2 separate regions of the Bombyx mori genome follow, and region 2 is linked to region 1. The links are chromatin contacts, called in public Hi-C maps. All regions are on one chromosome and are shown on one strand. The core of a region is the stretch at or near the end of the contact, and the rest is flanking DNA. Distances in the headings are between cores, read along the strand shown. Region 1 overlaps LOC101741581 (serine/arginine repetitive matrix protein 1). Region 2 has its middle 32 kb from the start of LOC101741581.

Region 1 (5,657 bases), core at 1,717-4,216:
AACAGCTTAAACAGAGCCGAACTACACTTCGTTCTCTGATACAATGAACAATATTTTTTCGCCTTTTTTTCTACTTGGTTATATTTGGTATGAACCCGCAACGCTTGGGCACCACCAATCTGCATATTTGTACAGAGATTAAGTGGTGCGTTCCAGTTGGAACACTGCACGATATTTGTAACTTCATAGGAATAGAAATTTCATTGGCCTAACCGAGGTATTTCATTCACAATTCCGCATTCAGTTCTGATGTTTACGTACTAATATGTACTCTGGTAAATGGCGAAAAATATGACTGATCATTTAGACTAGTTAAAAATTAAAATAATAACGCCATGTTTTTTTTTTATTGCTTCATATTGATAATATTGATTTTACGGTTAAACTCGCGTTTTTGGTTTTTATTTTATTACTTATGACGCTTAGAATACTGTAATACGGTTTTCGTCGCAAAAGTAGTTTAAATTATCTGTACGACTCGTGAACAGCGAAGGAAATAACTAAATTATAAGTTAAGGCTTGGAAATAGCAAATAAGACGGTTAAAATGTTTCAAAAGTCGTCCGTGAATACGTGTTCTATCTCTAAAATATTCTAAATATACTTGTAAAATGTTGAAAATAATAAAATGAACATATTCAATGGGTGACTTTTAATTGTGTTACCACTGTTTTTTACTGGTGGTAGGACCTCTTGTGAGTCCGCACGGGTAGGTACCACCGCCCCGCCTATTTCTGCCGTGAAGCAATAATGCGTTTCGGTTTGAAGGGTGTGGGCAGCCGTTTTAACTATACTGAGACCTTAGAACTATATCTCAAGGTGTGTGGCGCATTTACGTTATAGATGTCTATGGGTTCCAGTAACCACTTAACATCAGGTGGGCTGTGAGCTCGTCCACACATCCAATCAATAAAAAAAAAAAAAAAAACTCGCGAACACCAACCAAAATTACTAAATCTGATCTATAAAAAATGAGAAAAAGTCATTCCAAGAATTTAAAAAGTAGGACTTTGCACAATTAATGTTGTGATACACTCAACCCTATTGAAATTCTGATTACGTCCCACAACTCGACCGGATTCCTTATAATCCGAGCCATTGAAGGCTAGGACCAGCCAACGAGAGAGACTAGTGAGCCAATTCAATTTATTTCATATTAAAATACCAAAAAGGCTTGACACTGTGAGCCTTAATCTAACAGCTTCTAAAAAATTTGTAACTGCTCGTTGTTAAAATATTGGCAGAGTCTGTTATTTCCTACACTTTGGTACAACCTCTTGTTCCATTAAAACTACTTTTACAATTATTTTTACAATTACTTTTACAATTTTCGTAATTTTAAAGTAACAAAGGATACTGCACAGTATTCAAAAATTCGGAAATAAGGTAAATAAAAAACCCAAGACTAAATCGTAAAGGGAGATTTATTTATATCTACAACTGGCGAAAACCGAAGAGAATACTATTTGTCGTCAATTTCAGCCCCAAATTATTATGTCACGAGTACGCAATTGACGGGGCCCCCCGCGGCCATAACATACATTCAGGATTTGACCAACACGCTTAGCTCGTGTCAAATCATTCAAACGCACGATCGCATTCATCATCTACCATTAATTCTTATCAATAAATTTATATTCAACTATCAATCAGCTGCTTCGAATCGTTTCGAATCAATCAAAAATCAAGTTTTTTTACATAAATAAGGGACGTAATGTATTTTGTGAGCACGCACACGTCGGAATCGTGATGCTATGCATTTGTATATCGAAACAATAATGTGTTCCGACTTGAAGGGTAGAACCGTCATTTACCAACTGAAATTTCGACCTCACGTCTCAAGATTGGCGAAGGTGCTCATTTTACGATGTCTATAAACTCCGGTAAAGACAACAGGTGCAAAAATGAAAACTGTATCTATATTATATACATTTGATGATTAATTTTGATGCGTTTTAGTATTGACGGGCAGGTGAGTTCACATGTTACCCTTTATGTTTTAGCTAGTGAGAATGGATGCTGATCTGATCTTAACACGTGCGGTCAAAGTGTGTTACTTTAGCATTGGAATTAGGACTTTTAAGTTAAATACGTGAAACTTTACGGGCTGAAATAGGCAGTTCGTACAAGTAGTGAAAAACCGTTCTATTATAAGTACTCATGATTAAGAGGAAAGCTAATTAGGAAAATGAGGCTTATGTTTACTATTCACGAATAATAGGGGAAGCAGCGGCTCGAGATAACCAATCTATGCATTACCGTATCTCTGGCCTACTTTTCCCAACCCTATTTTTCTCTTGAGTAATAATGTCGTGTTTACTGGTTCCATTTGATTTCCCATTAGTATAACGCACGAAGGAAAACTAGGACACGAATGGTTACTAAATTGTATTTCCCTGAAGGGGTATATCGTGACGCGAAATGGTGACCTAAATGTGAAATATTGAAGTACAAAAAAATAACATTCACAGTAATTTTAAACAATATTTAGTTTTGGAAGTACGTAGCAACGCTCGAGATATAAAGTTTTGTATTATTAAAATTTAAATTCACGATCTTGGGGTTTGCAGAGGTCAGAATGTCACGCAACGCCACACCCCCTGCTATGTTGGTCTAGTATAATAAAATTATCTTGACAATTATGTTTTAGATTCAGATCGATCTCAATAAAACAAAACACTCGAGAAAAGTACGAATAACATGTAAACTAATCTCCAAAAAAAAAAAAGTTAGCTAAGGAGAAAAAAAACAAACATGATTCGGTTGCCGTCCCGAAAAAAAAAAAAAAAAGAAAAAAACACTCAAGCTACTCGTACAATTGAACAGATCCCGCCGTCTTCTCAGTATATTGGCTGTTAACAACAATTGATAAAAGGCGTTGAAGAAGAAACGTGTCAGTCCAATACAATACAGTGAAAGGTTGTGGTCTGATCGTGAGGGTGTGTGAATGTCGCATGCGCGCTGAGTCCAAGGACACGCGCCTTGCCTCAGTCTGGCGGGAGGCAGCGACGCGGCCACCGTCTCCATGCACCACGATCCGCATTGCCGCAGTGGCAGCCGCGTGACTCCGACCCGAGCTTCAGACCCAGCCCAGAGCAGAGCGACCCTAGGCTCGGAAGCCCCGCGCTCCCTCCGATTCAGTCTCGTAATTGGATTTTGTTCGTTCAATAAGCAACGTTGTTCTGATTTGATTGGTGATCGCTTTTCGCTTCAGTGCTGCTGCAGCCTGCTTCCTCCTCTAGATATCGGGAGTTTCTGTCGCTTTATATGTATTAGCGCCTTTTTTTTTCTAAATTATATTTTTTTTATATTTGTCAGGCTTATGTAACGTTTCAATAATTTAATTTAAAGAACAATTTATTACGTTAAAAAAATATATCGGATAGATCAAAGAATACTGAATGTGATTTTGAAAACAGTGGAAATGACTTGCTGGGAAACCATAGGACTTCTGGGTCCTTGCGCGCTTCTTGCCTCTTCCGATAACAGGGTGAGTTTTGAACCACCTAAACCAGTTATGACCATCCATAGCTAAACATCCCACATATTTACCCTTCAAAATCAGATCAAAGAAACCATTTGACCTTTCCTTTATTTGAGTAATTTTCCAAGCCATTGGTCACACTTAAGTGCCGTTTGTAAAAGTCTTTGTACCGGTTCCTATCGAGAACAGCTTCTGGTTAAATATTATACATTTTTAGGGTTGGCATTACAAAATAGTACCATTGGTTATCTAATTAACTAATTTGTTTATTTAAGATATTATTAAAACGCTTCGCAAATAGTTCGTATTACAAATATTGACGATATTAATGACTTGTCATTATAAGGATATCGTAATGGCAAATTCTAACAGTCTCGTAAACAACGCTAAACTGAGAGGGTTTTAACAATGGTTTCTCTGGTGCTTTTAACGACAGAAGAGGTGCTCCGGAGAAATGGATTCTGGTATCGGTTGGACACAACCTGGGTCACGGAGGAAATGGAACCATTCGAAGATGTGAAACCGGATCACGTTTTCGTCAAGCCGTGGTCTAGAGACATTTACTACGCTAAATTTCCTGATATACCCAGAAGCGAATCCGAAGATGAGAACTCCCTCAGTCTGAAGGGGTTCAGGGTGAAGCATCGCCAATGGAAGTCAAAAGTGGACGTTAAACGCTATAGTTTTTCGAAAATGAATATCACTCAAGTTACTGCTAAATTTACCGACGGTGATTCTACGTGTAATGAATTGAAAAGAGTTTCTTCGTTGGCGGAGGTCAAAGGAACTAATCCTGGTGATGACAAAGTGAGAGCCTTCTTCGAACGTTTGTTGGAAAGCGTCCCACCTCCACCCGTTGAAGACTTGCTATCCACCACCACAAATGCAAACATAACCTCAATCTGTGAAGCACCGAAACGTAATAACGATTTCGAAGATATCGATCTTCCCGATTACGAACATTTCGTCAAGAACAAAATGCAAGATTTAGAAAGTAGTAATTACATTCCGACAACATCGACATTAAAAAGATCAAATCGCAACGTTAATTTCAATCTCGGCAATTCTAAATGTCCATTGGACTGTAACGAGTCTTGGTACGAGTCTATTTACGGTGTGTCGGATTTATTATCTATGGAATATGATGAAAGTATGGACACTTCAAAGCTCGGAGAAATTTCACGCACCGACGAAGACGTCCTGAAAGATATAGAAGTATTTCCGTCTTGGTCAGAAATAGTAAACGAGTGTGGGACTAGCGATAGTATTTTTAAAAGTAAAGAATCTTTGAAGTCACTTGAAGATTGTATTATAGCACAATCTCACGGCAATAACCTAAAAAGTGTTGAATCACTCAATGATGTCTCCAATGAAGATGATTGTTACACTCGTTTTGCAATTTATAAAATTTACAAAAATGTTAAATGTAATTTGAAAATGAAAGAGTCATCTTCGTTGTATGATTTAAAATGTGATAGCATTGAAAATATGACCATTAAAAATGCCAATCGAGAAATTTATAACAGAGTGTACCGCTTGTTACCAAAACTAAATGATGCAAGCAAAGAATCTTTAAATACTGATTAAACAACATAAATGTTATATTTTAAATGAAAAATAAATGTACTTTGTTTTATTTAACGTGTTTTATTTATCTTTTATCTATATATATAAAAATGAATTGCTGTTCGTTAGTCTAGCTAAAACTCGAGAACGGTTAGACCGATTTGGCTAATTTTGGTCTTGAATTATTTGTGGAAGTCCAGAGAAGATTTAAAAGGTAGATAAATATGAAATTGCTCCGAATTAAATAAAAATAACAATTTTGGTTTTTCCTTTGATGTGTCCCCCGTCGGACGGATTCCTTTTGTTTGTTTTAAGTTTATTTTATACAAAAGTTTAGGCTTTTTATTTATCGATTGAGGCACTACGAAGTCTGCCGGGTCAGCTAGTTTTAAATAAACATTAAAAATCTAAATGAAACGAAATTTCTGAAATGAATTTTTTTTAAAATGGATTTTTTTTCTTTCAGCCTCCTGAAAACGAATTGCAGAAGAATTCGGATCGCGTGCTTTCGGAGCACGAATTGAGGGTACAGCGATCACTGCAGAAACTAAATGTACCTGAATGGTAAGTAATAATTCAACCACGAATTATTGTTGGTATGGTTCGCT
Region 2 (5,966 bases), core at 308-2,807, 120 kb before region 1:
GCGTAGTGCTCATTGGAGGCATCGAAATATTATCTTATTTACTTTTGTTTTGTGTTTTGGCCCCTCGCCTCGAAGCAGTGTTAGCTGCGTGACTAATGGCTCGATCACACGTACCGAGCAAACGGGCGAGACAGTGCTCTCGGCCGAGTACTCGGTGCGTATAAACATAGCGCCGAACGAAGTGGCGAGCCAGTAGCTCGGCGTCCGTTCTATTTACTAGGCCGAGTGCTCACCCTCCCGCTTCCCCGCACTGTCTGGCTCGCTCACTCGGCAGGTCTAAATGTGCACTGTCTCGCTACTCGGCCACTTGATTGTTATTACGTTGCCGCGCGTGCCTTTTTGACATATTTATTTCTTTAAAACATCTCCAAATAAAATAACAATACACCATGTCTGAAAATAAAAAATAAATAAAATAAAATAACAATCCAGCGTTTTTTCAACAATTCCTTTAATTTTTCTGCCAATACTGGAATGAGTATGTAACTTTGTATATTTTCTAATAATCTTTTTACGATCCGTATTAAAGTCTCAATAGAACTGAAATGACTGTGCTAATTTCAAAACATGTGTGAACAGCTATTCGCTTACATTACTGTCTCGGCCGAGAAACATTTGACTGTCTCGCCCGTATGCTCGGTACGTGTGATCAAGCCTTAAGCCCCGTCGTTTGGGTTTAAGTGGACTGTATACAGTAATAATTTATAAAAAATGTGAGATGATGCATAGAAGAGACTGAACTAACTTGTCATGGGTTTTCTACGTATTCAAATGGCTTCAGTTTCTTAACATAACGACGACGGAAATGATTGCGAACACCAATACGAACGAGGATTATGTAGCTCGCTTTCAAACATGCGAGTTTACATTCCGGGCTCTACACGCCCTTCCCTGGCTGAAGGGTGTTTCTTCTGGAGACGCCTGGGCCTCTCCGTCCCCTTTCTTCTTCCCCTTTGTTATTTTGGTTCTTTGTTATTTATTCTGTCTTTCTTTCTTTCTGTATTGTTTTTATTTCTGTTTTATTTTTTGTTCTGTTTTATGTTTTGTGGTCACGTATGACGCTTTTTCGGTGTGGTGCACGGGAGATGGTACGCCACTTTTAGTCTGCCTTTTTGATGAAGTAGTGAGCCGGCGTTGCTTACGCATCTTCCGGCCGCTGATCGCCATGTCCCCGGCTTCGGCTATAGGGGACTGCCCAGAGGGGGTACCGGTATACCGGCGTGGCTTCGTTGTTGTTCCTCTCAAAGTCGGAGAGTTCCGGGCAACATACTCCGGAACCCGGACGGCGTGGGCGCATTGCCCCATCGCAACGGCAAAACTCCAGGCCAACGCGGGACCTACTACAACACGGACCTAGTACAACGCGAGACCCACTACAACGCGGTACCTACTACAACGCGAGGCCCACTACAACGCGAGGCCCACTACAACGTGGGACCTACTACAACGCAGACCTACTACAACGCGGGCCTACTACAACGCGGGACCTACTACAACGCGGGACCTACTACAACGCGGGACCTTCTATGACGCGGGGCCTACTACAACGTGGGACTTACTACAACGTGGGACCTACTATAACGCGAGACCTACTACAACGCTGATCTACTACAACGCGGGACCTACTACAACGTGGTACCTACTACAACTCGGGACTTACTACACGCGGATCTACTACAACGCGGGACCTACTATAACGCGATATAATATCTATAATCTCCACTATAATCTCCTCTGTAGGTCACGATTCCAATTTGGTGGTAAATACTGCGGAGCACTGCGCTTGCTAAGGCCAGCGTTAACAACCCTCTCAAGTTGAAACCGCGTTCTTACCTACACGTATGGTGAAGCTTTTTTTTTGGGCCGGGGGCCGAACCTCCTACGAAGTTCCCGCCCTAGGGGGCGCGCGGGGTATGTGGGACTTGACGATCTGCAAAGTGTTGGGGGCAGACCGCGGGCCCAAGGAATTTTAGGGCCCACCCACTAAACGACTCCCCTGCACTCTTACACCCGACTTCCGATCTCCGTCCGGGGTCAAAACCCGGTCAGAGTAGGGGGTTCCCGTGGTCAACACTACAACCAGACACGCGGCGCAACCCCTAGGACGCCCGACCGACGGGTCGTCGAGGCGATAGTCGACGACCAACGACGTCGGTCTTCGCGGTACGGCGGGCTACCAGGCCGCCCGGGCGATGCCGTTGGTGTTTCGGGATACCCCGCTGGGCCAGAACCAGCCTGCCAGGTTGGAACGCGATACACCGCCGACCGGGTTGCTCTTCCACAGTATGTTGGGCGACGACAGCGACGACGAAAATGCGGACCGCATCGCAGTCCTCAGCCGCCGACGCGTCGTCCCGTCCTCCTGGTGCCAGCGCGCTAGAGTGACGGTAGCGTGCGGCGTAGCCTTAACCCCCTTAGGTCGCCCCGTGACCATCACCGGGAGGAGACTGCCTCCTCATAGATGTACGGTGAAGCTAGCATAACCCTTCGAGGTTACTAGCAATAGATAGGCAAAAAAAATGCAACAGCAACAGCAGAATTATATTAGTTTTGGGATATACCATACGGAAGGCGGTTAGGTTGGTAATTAGTTTTATATATGAACATCTATATATACTCATAAACGAATTCACGTCCCGCAGTGTACAAACAGATTATTTGACGATACGGACGAATCATATTATCTCTTGTCACTCACGTCGCTCGAACATAACTAAGTTCAAAATGTCGCTGTTTGAATACATTATATTTTATTTGCAAGCACTCTCGTTATAATTATGGAATCGTGCCAAACGTGGGCCCACGCGCCGTCGACCGCTCACGGCAGCCAGCATGTCGTGACGTACTCCATTGATCATAAACAGACAACTTATTTCGAGATCGAAAACTTCGTTACAAATAAATCGTGGCCAAGAGGCCTTTTCGGTTTCACCAGGACAGGTGGGCGAGAAAAGGCTCAGCCAGGGGAAATAAGTCTAGACTAAGTACATCTTTAATTATATTAAAATATATGAGGTTCAAGTAATTTCTTTAAATTTAATAATGACGTAAAATAAAGCTTTCATACAAAAATATGTGAGGACAGGACCTTATTAATATTAATTAAGTTTATTACATACAAAAAGTAGCAAAAGTACTCCGGAAGTCACGATTATTAATAAAATAAAATAACAAAAGGCAGTCTCATAGATCAAAGCCATATCTTGTTGGATAGAGCATGAAAATTTTACTGTTATGAAAAAAAAGATTGCAGTGTGCGACAAAATTACTAATTAAGTGATCACAAAATATGTAAGTATACCTACAATAATCCCACATACAAGATTTCATTGTAAATTACATAAAATCTCTTCTTAACCTATTTATAAACGACCAGAACACATTGATGGCTAAGTAATTTGAAGCAGTCTGCTCATTTGAAAATTTCCGATGTTTCGAAAAAACCTTTAAAAAAATACATGGGTTTTGTTGATCAGAAAATATTTTAAAAAGTATATATTTATTTGTAAATATCTAACGAAGCCTTTTTCAAAGGAAAGACTCAAATATGTGGTCACAGTTGAACAGATGCAGTCGCCCTAATCCGTGTGAAAGGAAGCCGTTCCGGTAATATACCCTTAGGGTACTGAACCTACGTAGGGGCGTTGCTAAGACACGTAAACTTCACACTCTACCGAGTTCCCATAAGGAGAATGTCTAGTACGTTTAGTCTGGTATAGTTGTTGAATATATGAATGAAATCTAGCAAATTAACTTCGAACTCTGTAACTGTCCCATGTGTATTTTTGTTTGTAGACACATCAGCGACAGTCAGGTGCGTGTCTTTACTTAAATAATCGTAATGCAGCTCCAAGTGGGGCAAGTACTAATGTTTATTCTATTTCGAAATTACACCAAATTAGTTTGAATTCGATCTATTCTGTAGTCATTTAAACTTTTAAAGTGAACGTGTCAACGTACACGTGTTGAAGGCCTCAAGTTTAAAACATAAATGCATTCTGAATGAAGTTAGCTGCAAAAGGTCTCTAAAGTACTATTTTTTCTGATCTCGAAGACCTTTGCCATTTGTTGGCGCGGATCTATCCTCAAATTATATTTCTCACCTGCGCTAACTTCAGAAACGTATTTATGTTTTGCGCGTACTAAAACGAATAGCATGAGCTGTAACTAACAGGTACCTTCCTTTTTACCTTATTTTCCGAATATACTTATATAATGTAGTTTTCTCCTAACACCATAAGACTAAAGTAATGGTGACGCAAAAATTGCATTTGACCATCGAGATATTACGTACTGCATTTGAACAATATTTTTCTTTTCATTTGTACTAAAAACTGTCTTGAGTATTTTTACTAAATCTATCGAATTTGTCGTCCATAGAGTCGTTCAGACAGACCTGTAGGTGGAATCATTTGAAACCTAGAAGTCAACGGAGGGACTTCTCTATACACTTCTTGCGTTGATAGTACTCTGCAGAATTGCTTAAAATGATCCCATCACATATTTCAATAATCGCACCACCCGCCATCGAAGCAAAGTTCATCCTTACTTGAAACAGTGCTCATCCAGTCTATTTTTAGATATATTTTGCCATGTACCGTCCGGCTTCGGAATTAACTCTCCTCCACGATGTCTCCCGATCGCTATGACATATCCAAGCGAGGATAAAAAATAACCCTAAAGGGTAGGCAGGGGCTTAGCTATGCTCCTGGCATTGCTGTCATGAGCCCCACTCAATATTAGGTCGGCTGTATGATCGTTTACATTGTAGGGGAGAAAAAAAAACAAAAAAACATCTGACACAGAGCGCGTTTGACAGCTGCTCAGGAAAAATGTAGGGTACTATAAAGAATGACAAGAATTTATGTGTAGCAGATGAATGTTTACCGTTTGCGTTAATAAGCATTGTTCACCTTTCCGTCTTAAATATGAAGTATCTATCTATGCCTTTCAGCTCCGAGGACTGTTATTATTGGATTGGATGATTTCGATAGCAATAATTTATTTAATACAAACCAAAGTAATTTTTATATCTTTGCATTTTTCCGACCTTCTGTAATAGCCTTTTGAGAATCTTCTTTTTTTTCCTACCTATGCTGATAGCCTTGAGAGGCTATTTCAGCTTGACCCTAATGTGTGTAGGTGAGCTCACGGGGCTCAAACCGGAGTGTTGCTAACAATGACCCTAGCAAGAGCAGTGCTTTGCAGAATGTACCGCCGGATCGGAAAGGCGACCCACTGATAAGATCCGGCGAGAAACTCAGTGGGCTGTGTCTATGGGTTAATTCGCTCGTCGAGCCCTTCGTCGCAAGCGACGGGTTCGACGAGGACGGTGACCGGAGAATCTTCGTTATCCGTATTTCCCTTACTTAACCGTTCTCTTAGTTATTTATACATATAGATAAAATTGGAGTGTCTGTTTGTAATATTAAATAACTGCTTTTTACTACATGCATATGAATATATATACGGCACATACACCAAAATAAATTTTTTTACAATTTTGGTCTTTCTGCCTGTCTGTTTGTGTGTTCCGGCTAATCTCTGGAACGGCTGGACCGGCTTTGACGAGACTTTCACTGACAGATAGCTGATGATATAAGAAGCTACTTAGGCTATTTTTTAAGACTAGCTTCGCCCCGCGGCATCACCCGCGGTACGACAATAAGCATCGCGGGACTCAGCAATCAATAAAAAAATTTAATGTTTCCGAAGCGAAGTGAAGGCGGGTCGCTATTACTTAATAAATCAGAATAAAATATATCATAGTAGCCATCACTGAATAATTAATCTATAGCTAAAATTAAAACAATGACTTATCTATAGCAACGACCTTCATATAAATGTAAAACAAAGAGCTTCATTTATTTTCTATCATCAAAGATATTACAGCACAGAACATTATTAATTATCGCAATTCTTATATCATCTACTGAAATTATGTAATAGAAAAAAGCGAAAGGCGT

What was found. Hi-C and Micro-C count contacts between places; a contact is called where the count stands out from the background.
Region 2: a Hi-C map of whole pupa shows a contact between it and region 1, with 2.0 times the contacts expected there. The contact joins two enhancer-like sites. A contact is called at or near these places in 2 of 7 Hi-C or Micro-C datasets (both in whole pupa).

Annotation. Positions count from the first base shown.
Region 1 is chr15:3,679,745-3,685,401 of ASM3026992v2, reverse strand. It overlaps LOC101741581 (serine/arginine repetitive matrix protein 1), which reads left to right. Exons shown (of 11, transcript XM_012692467.4): 4 at 5,516-5,613. Among protein-coding and RNA genes, the nearest start is that of LOC101741725, 19 kb to the right of the region's middle. Within about 2 kb of position 2,966, at least 5 of the 8 cell types and tissues checked have open chromatin away from gene starts, as enhancers often do.
Region 2 is chr15:3,800,577-3,806,542 of ASM3026992v2, reverse strand. No RefSeq gene overlaps it. Among protein-coding and RNA genes, the nearest start is that of LOC101741581, 32 kb to the right of the region's middle. Within about 2 kb of position 1,557, at least 1 of the 8 cell types and tissues checked has open chromatin away from gene starts, as enhancers often do.